Regions from separate parts of the Mus musculus genome. Here region 2 is linked to region 1. The links are chromatin contacts, called in public HiChIP or PLAC-seq maps. All regions are on one chromosome and are shown on one strand. The core of a region is the stretch at or near the end of the contact, and the rest is flanking DNA. Distances in the headings are between cores, read along the strand shown.

Evidence for each region. HiChIP or PLAC-seq counts read pairs in DNA pulled down with a chosen protein or histone mark.
Region 2: a contact with region 1 is called in an H3K4me3 HiChIP or PLAC-seq map of bone marrow-derived macrophages, with 6 times the contacts expected there. The contact joins two enhancer-like sites. A contact is called at or near these places in 1 of 39 promoter capture datasets (the 3T3-L1 cell line), 7 of 484 Hi-C or Micro-C datasets (bone marrow-derived macrophages, cortical neurons, cumulus cells and 3 more), 5 of 115 datasets of contacts at active chromatin or transcription factors (CD8 T cells, bone marrow-derived macrophages, embryonic forebrain and 2 more) and 1 of 9 other capture datasets (embryonic stem cells).

What each region holds. Positions count from the first base shown.
Region 1 is chr16:50,687,509-50,691,003 of GRCm38.p6, reverse strand. No RefSeq gene overlaps it. Among named protein-coding and RNA genes, the nearest start is that of Mir6363, 38 kb to the left of the region's middle. Within about 2 kb of position 1,728, at least 38 of the 459 cell types and tissues checked have an H3K27ac peak or open chromatin away from gene starts, as enhancers often do. A contact at or near this core is called in bone marrow-derived macrophages, where this site is marked.
Region 2 is chr16:50,407,597-50,411,091 of GRCm38.p6, reverse strand. All of the region lies in intron 2 of Bbx (bobby sox HMG box containing), which reads left to right. Among named protein-coding and RNA genes, the nearest start is that of Bbx, 23 kb to the left of the region's middle. Within about 2 kb of position 1,516, at least 5 of the 459 cell types and tissues checked have an H3K27ac peak or open chromatin away from gene starts, as enhancers often do. A contact at or near this core is called in bone marrow-derived macrophages, where this site is marked.

The sequences.
Region 1 (3,495 bases), core at 479-2,978:
CACAGAGGCCAGAAGTGGGCGTCAGGTTCCCTGGAGCTAGAGATACAGACAATTGGGAGTTTCCTCATGTGAGGTCTGAGAACCAAACTGCTGTCTTCCACGAGAGCAGCAAATAGTGGACGTTGATAGAAATACGTGGTGGCCAGACATTATTTTTTTCAGCTAGCATATTCAGTACTTCCTTAAAATTCAAAGAGCAGGAGGCTGGAGAGATGGCTCAGCGGTTAAGGACATTTGCTTCTTCACGCCATCCCTCTGGTGCACTTGGAGAGCCTGACAGTGCAGGAGGTTCTGATACAGAGCTTCCTGGGCCCTTGAAGTCAGGTGATGATGATGGCTAAGGCTCTGTCAAAATAGAGACCCAGAGATTCAGTAAGGCCAATCATACTGTGGACTAGTTAGTGTAAATCCCAGATAATGTAGAAAATGCAAGGCATACTTAAAAATCATGAGTTGCATGTATTTAAACTATGAATTTATTAACCAGAGCTGGAATTGTTTAAATCCAGATAAAATAACCATAGTAAAATTGTTTCGAAACTAAAGTGCTTGTTAAAAACAAAACACCATTAAGCAAGAAAAAAATAATTCCTTGCCATTAGTATTTATTACTTGAACATTATTCCATAAAGATAAAGTGGTTGTTTTGATTCATCTCCATGCACTTGAATCAGTCTCTTTGTGTCCAATAACACGTCACAGGTATTTCCTTTTAAGAATGTGGTGTTTTAGACAAAATATTTAAATATTTTCAGTAAATTACCTCCAATGTTCATAATGCTGTATTTTATGGATGGTGAGATTAAAATTATTAAAATCTCCACTCACACAAGGTAAAGGCAACAGATTTTAAACCAAACAGATCGTAAGATGTCAGCATACACCAGGGCTTTCCTGGTCAAAACAGAACAACATTACATTCTAACTAGAAAACCAGAGAGAGAAAAACAGATTTTAGAGATATACTGATTCCCACACCGATGTCAACCCTCAGTATGGGGCTGGGGGTGAGGGGAAATCACATTTCTAAAGTGAAGCATTAGAAGCAAAAAGGCAAGGTCTATCAGTCATCAGAAATGAGACCACAGTGGCCCACGGAGCCACCGCTGACCTGGCTAAGTAGTGTCTTCTGGGTGTGGCGTCATTCTATTCCCCCTCCTAAGAAATGAGTAGATACCTATTTCTAGCTCTTGCAGCCACCCACCCTCTGAGACAAACAACGCTGCAAAGTGACCTCCCAGACAGGCAGGAGAAAATGGCAAGGCACGCAGCGACTCGGAGAGGACAGTGTTAAGGAACACTGAATGTATTCTCTCTGAACTCACACTGTCTCAATGAGCCACAAGAGGCAACTCGGAGGAGCCAAGTGAAACTGAATAGAAGAAGAAATTAGCGAACAAATACTTTTTCCTCTTCAGGAAGAACCAAAAAAAGAAAAAACAAAAACAAAAACAAAACAAAAAAGTAAGAACCCGTCTTTTGCAACCCAGGTTGGAGAGTCCTTTACTCATGTGACATTCCTTGGTTCCTCCCACAAGTCACAATACAAGCTCACACTCCGCTGAGGGTCCCTGTCTGCACTGCCGAAATCAGGTGAGAGAGAAACCCGGTACAGCGCAATCATCCACGGATGTTATCTTATATCGGTATTTTGTTTTCTCAGTATGGTCTCGTAACAGGGATTATTTTTTCCCAAGAACCACAAGAGGGAGTGTTCTTACTTCTTTGTCACACTGCCTAGCTCTGCCACTGGAGAGATATTACCCCTATTTTGTTTAAATGATAAGGCATATTATTAAACAGTAGGCAAGCTCCTTTATAGTCATCTAAAATCTGAGAGATTATCTGCTTCTCTTTTATTGATTCGTATTTATTATTTCCTAGATGTTTTCTTGGCCACTCGTGATGAAAGAGAAAGCAGACAGTCTTTCCCTCCAGTTTCTTCTCTCCTGTGTATCATCTGGGCTTGTGAAAAGGGATTTCTCCATTAAGCTGTGTGCAGCAAGTGCAAGAGCGGGGTACAGGGTTCATGAACCAGCAGCAAGGGAGTCAGTTATCTAGGAGTAATGGCTGCTGCAGCAGGCTGGCTGCTTTTGTCCCTAAAAGGCTAACAGGAAACCACACACCGGATTCTATCCCTTCTCACCCAGGATGATAATAAATAGTTTATTTTTTTTCAGAATCTGAATTAGGCTGACTTTATACACTGACTCCTTAAGCCTGGCTCATGAACAGTCACTAAAACAAAAGGATTGAAAGTATCCAGGGACACACAAATGTGTGCATGCACACACACATACACATGATACCCATGCACATGCATACACATGCACACAGGAAGGGAGAGAGGGAGAGAGAAATTGAGCTCTGGTCAAACCTGCTGATGACAGATGATCATCATAGGGCTCTCTTTCATTTTAAAACAAAAACAGAGAGCTGTTCTCAAAGGGGAAAAAAAAGGTATTTGTTTGGGATAGGTACAGCCATGGCATATTCAAGGAGCTCCAACAAATGGGGAGTTTTCAAAGGCTACACTGATGACTTTTCCATCTGATCCCTTAACCCTTGGCCACAGTGGTGAGTGAGAGTGGCCTTGGTCTAGGACTGAACAGACAATCTGGACAGATGTCCTTGTACAAGTACTGTTTATGTAAAGCTGCGGTGGCTTTTTGAGGCTGCGTTATGGTGCAGCGTAGGCTGCGAGTCTTTCGTGTCCTCTGGGGTACTGCTGACCAGGCAAGCTTGCATAAGAAGCTTCCCTCAAAGTCTCTGGGCTCTGTTTGCTTTTTTTTTTTTTTTTTTTTTTTTTTTTTTTAAGTTGGCAGTATGAGTCTATTTTGATTTTTTTTTTTTAATTTTGAATTTCTTTTACACAAGGGATAACTCACGGATTCAGGTACCTCCCGTTATTCTATTTCAGCATCTGCCTACCGAGTTCTGTCTTGGCTTGTGTGCAGAGTAAAATAACTTTAGGAGCCAGAGTGGGAACTGGTCCATTTTACTTCTTTCTACAAGCCATTCTCCAGTCCCAAGACCCATTTGGATGGGAAGTAAGCTTTGTGAATGCCTGGAAAGAGAATACAGAACTAGTAAGCTTGTAGACCACAGACTCTTAATGTGGGTCTCATAGTTTTCCAGGCCTGTCAGTTTGACTGAAAATAAATGACATCCTTTAACAGAAATTTAACATTTCTTCCAATTAAATGTAGGTATGGTAGATGCTGCATGTCTTGGTTAGGGTTTCTGTTCCTGCACAAACATCATGATCAAGAAGCAAGTTAAGGAGGAAAGAATTTATTCAGCTTAAATTTCCACATTGCTGTTCATCACCAAAGGAAGTAAGGACTGGAAATCAAGCAGATCTGGAAGCAGGAGCTGATGCAGAAGCCATGGAGGGATGTTACTTACTGACTTGCTCCCCTGACTTGCTTATCTTGCTTTCTTATAGAACCCAGGTCCATCCAGCCTAGGGATGGCACCACCCACAATGGGCTG
Region 2 (3,495 bases), core at 267-2,766, 280 kb after region 1:
TGGGTTATTTCCTAGGAAAACCATTGTCTATGTGGTGTGAGCAAGGGGAGTTAGATTTTGTTCTCTGGCTCCAGGTCTCTCAAGTTTGGGTCTTGCTCAGTAGGTAGTGATGATGTGTTAGTTAGAACCACAGTTTTGCTAAGGTTTTCCTTCCCCCGGGTGACATGGCTGTAGAACCCAGGGCTCCAAACAGATTTTGCAGTGGAGTTTTCTTATCAGTTCTCTTTCCAAGCCTCATGGTTAGGTCGAAGTGGACAGGGAGTAATACTGATCTGTAGAAGGAAGTCAGCTTGTGGAAGGCAGCTCACAGGTGCTAATTGTTTCCAGCAGAAAAATTACCCATGGAAGGAAGGTCAGGGTAATCCTGGACGCTCGGCTTTTATTTAGGTCCTGCGAGCTAATGATCAGTTTCCCCGACGCTGTGATACCTACCTAACCTGCCCCAGCCCTGTGTGCAGGCTCTTCCGCTCTCAGCGGATTGATAGCTGAGGTTCAAATTGGCACATGGCTGCGCATCTGTTTTCATTCTTTAACTTCACAGATCACAAAAGTATTACTGGTTTCCCAGTTATTTCTGTTTGATAATTTATCACTTTATTTTACCATTGTTACAAGTTTAGGAGGTTTTACTGTGATTAAAAGGATTTTTTTTCTTTTTTTCTTGAGCCAATTGTCAGAACAGGGTAATAATTTGTTTATTTTGGTCTATGTAAGATTCACAAATTTGAGATTATGATAACAGTCACATGATTAAACAAGTCATTAGTCAGTGAGTTTGTGATGTCATTCTAGGGGTGTATAATCTTATTTTACATGAGATACTTTCTCTAAGAAACTTGTAATAAAAGCTCATAGAATTTATCATTTTCTTTTTAAAAGACAAAGTCTCACTATAGCACTGTAGATCAGGGTGGCCTAGAACTCAGAGAGATCCACTTGCCTCGGCCCCTTGAGGGCTGAGATTAAAGTCATACACCACCATACTAGGCTAGAAACGGATTTTTTTTTAAAGATTTATTTATTGATTTTTATAAGTGTGAGTACATTGTTGCTCTCTTTAGACACACCAGAAGAGGGCATCGGATTCCATGACAGATGCTTGTGAGCCCCTGCGTGGTTGCTGGGATTTGAACTCACTCAGGACCTCTGGAAGAACAGTTTCTTACTCTTAACCCCTGAGCCATCTTTTCAGCCCCCAAAACTGTGAATTTTTACTTCTATTTTAGTTTATGGAAAAACTGGGACTTTCGAGTTAAATAACCAAACCTTATATTTGTATACAAACCTATAGTAACTATATGTTAATTTTCAAAAAGTACTGAATAAGGTCATGTTATTAAGATATATAATCATAATATTTTGGGCCTAGCAAACTATCTTACTTTAATATAAGATATTATGGTCATTGTATCTAAAAGTGATACATGGTTGTTTTTCTCCCAACTACTGCTTATTTTTAGAAAGAACACGAGTTATATTGATTTGCTGAGTAATGTCTTACCCATCCAGTTCCTGTTATCTTGTAACATAGCTGTTCTGCTTACTTGACTTACTATGATTTGTGAGTAATGAGTATTTTGGGTATACTTCATAATGCTCATGGTGAAAGATTAGCCAATGTGTGTATCTTTGCTTTAAAAATCTCAAGCTTTTTAATTACCAATTACTAAGTTGCTTTATATCATGAAATAATACTAGAAATTGATTTTTTTCCCCTAATAAAATGAAATAGCTTAAATACTGTCATCTTTTTTTGAAGGGTTGTGTTGAAGTTTCTATGACTAGTTCTCTTTGAATCTTAGACACTGGGTGATGGCACAGGCCATATTAACTATTCTGCAGTAGAGTGTCTTTAGTGAACCAGTGGTCTTGGTGACATTGACAACATACCTGCTCAGCTAGTCTTACTGAGCGCTGTCTTAGTCCTATGTGGGCTGGTCATTGCTCCATTCCTTACTTGACACAACAGTACCAGCTTGAATATCTACTATGTAAGTACATGTTCACTGATGGATGAAGTATAAATATTTTAGGGTTTTTTCTGGTGACATAATTTTGAGGTCTGATCAGTTCTAGATTTCTGTGACATGTCTTTCAGTTGGTTTACTTTCAGCTCTATAAGTCTTAACTTTAAAGAAACGAATAAAACATGACATTAAATATATGTGTTCATAATTTATTTGTATACAAGGTAGTCTTCTATTGAAAGCCAAAGTAATAGTAGACACAATTTACCTGAATTCCTCTCCTCTTTGTCTCTTCTACATTTTTGTTTGTTTTGTTTTTAATTTTTTGAATCTTATTCTTTATTCTTTCACACATTTTGAGTCAAGGTTCTGACAGGAAGAGTCTCCTACCTGGAATTACATGAGAGAGACCTTTATCTAAGCCCAGTGCCACTTCTACTGTTCTCAGTCTCTCCGGTTCTTGACAGTTGCTTGTTTTTCTCATTTGCTTAGCTTCATTTTCAGTATTTTAGATATAGTTCTGGTTCCCGATACACTGTCAGAAAGTCAAGTCTGTCTTTTACATACCCACCTGGGAGGTAGCATGCTTTAGAAGTATGACTATGTCTTAGACAACTCACATTTGAAAGTCACGCATGACACTCTTAGCTTTGAAGATGTGGGTGGGTATATGTAGAAAATCATTTTCTAGTATTTCATGATGCAAAACAACTTAGTAATTGGTGATTAAATAGCTTACGATTCTGGTTCCTTCATATGTAAACAAAGGCGATATTAATTACCTTTTGGAATCATTTTCAAAATTAAAAGATACGACCTGTGTAAAGTACTTGAATGCTTTGAATGTAGGAAGTCAGCATTTATATATTCATACTTTTTTTTTAAGATGAAAAAGACACTCCTGTTCATTAGGTGTTTTCAGTATATTGATCTTTATATTAATGTATCTATTAAAAGTAGAATGTGTTAACTTACAGTTCTAAGCATTATGATTCAACAAATGAAATGAAGAATGAAAAAATAAAATTGAAATTCATAAAACGAGGTTTGTTTTGTTTTGTTTTGTTTTGTTTTTAGTGCTGAGGTAGGGGTTATTGATGATACAGAATAGTATACCTATAAAGATAAGAAAGAAGATAGCTAACACATTATTTAAATAAGAAATAAATTGGAATATTTGTTCAATAAATATTTATTGAACTTACTGTGAGATAGGCACCGCTTTAATCTCCAGGCGATATTACTGTTAATAAGATGGTTGTAAATGTACGCTTTGTAGAGCGCACTTTCTAGTGGGGAAAGACAGATAAACTGTGTGAGCTGTCTCTGATGTAGGTTGCTTATATGCCAAAGAAAAAGTGAAGGAAGGAAAGGAAGGTGGGAGAGAGGAGGTCGCTGTTTCCACATGGCTTGTTATTCAGTAGAGGCTGCACTCCGTACAGAACTGTATGTCCAGGACGGGTGCATGGGGCTGACCTCAGGCGTGCCCTGTCCTCCTGTCCCTTCTTGCACTGTGTTTATTATGTTA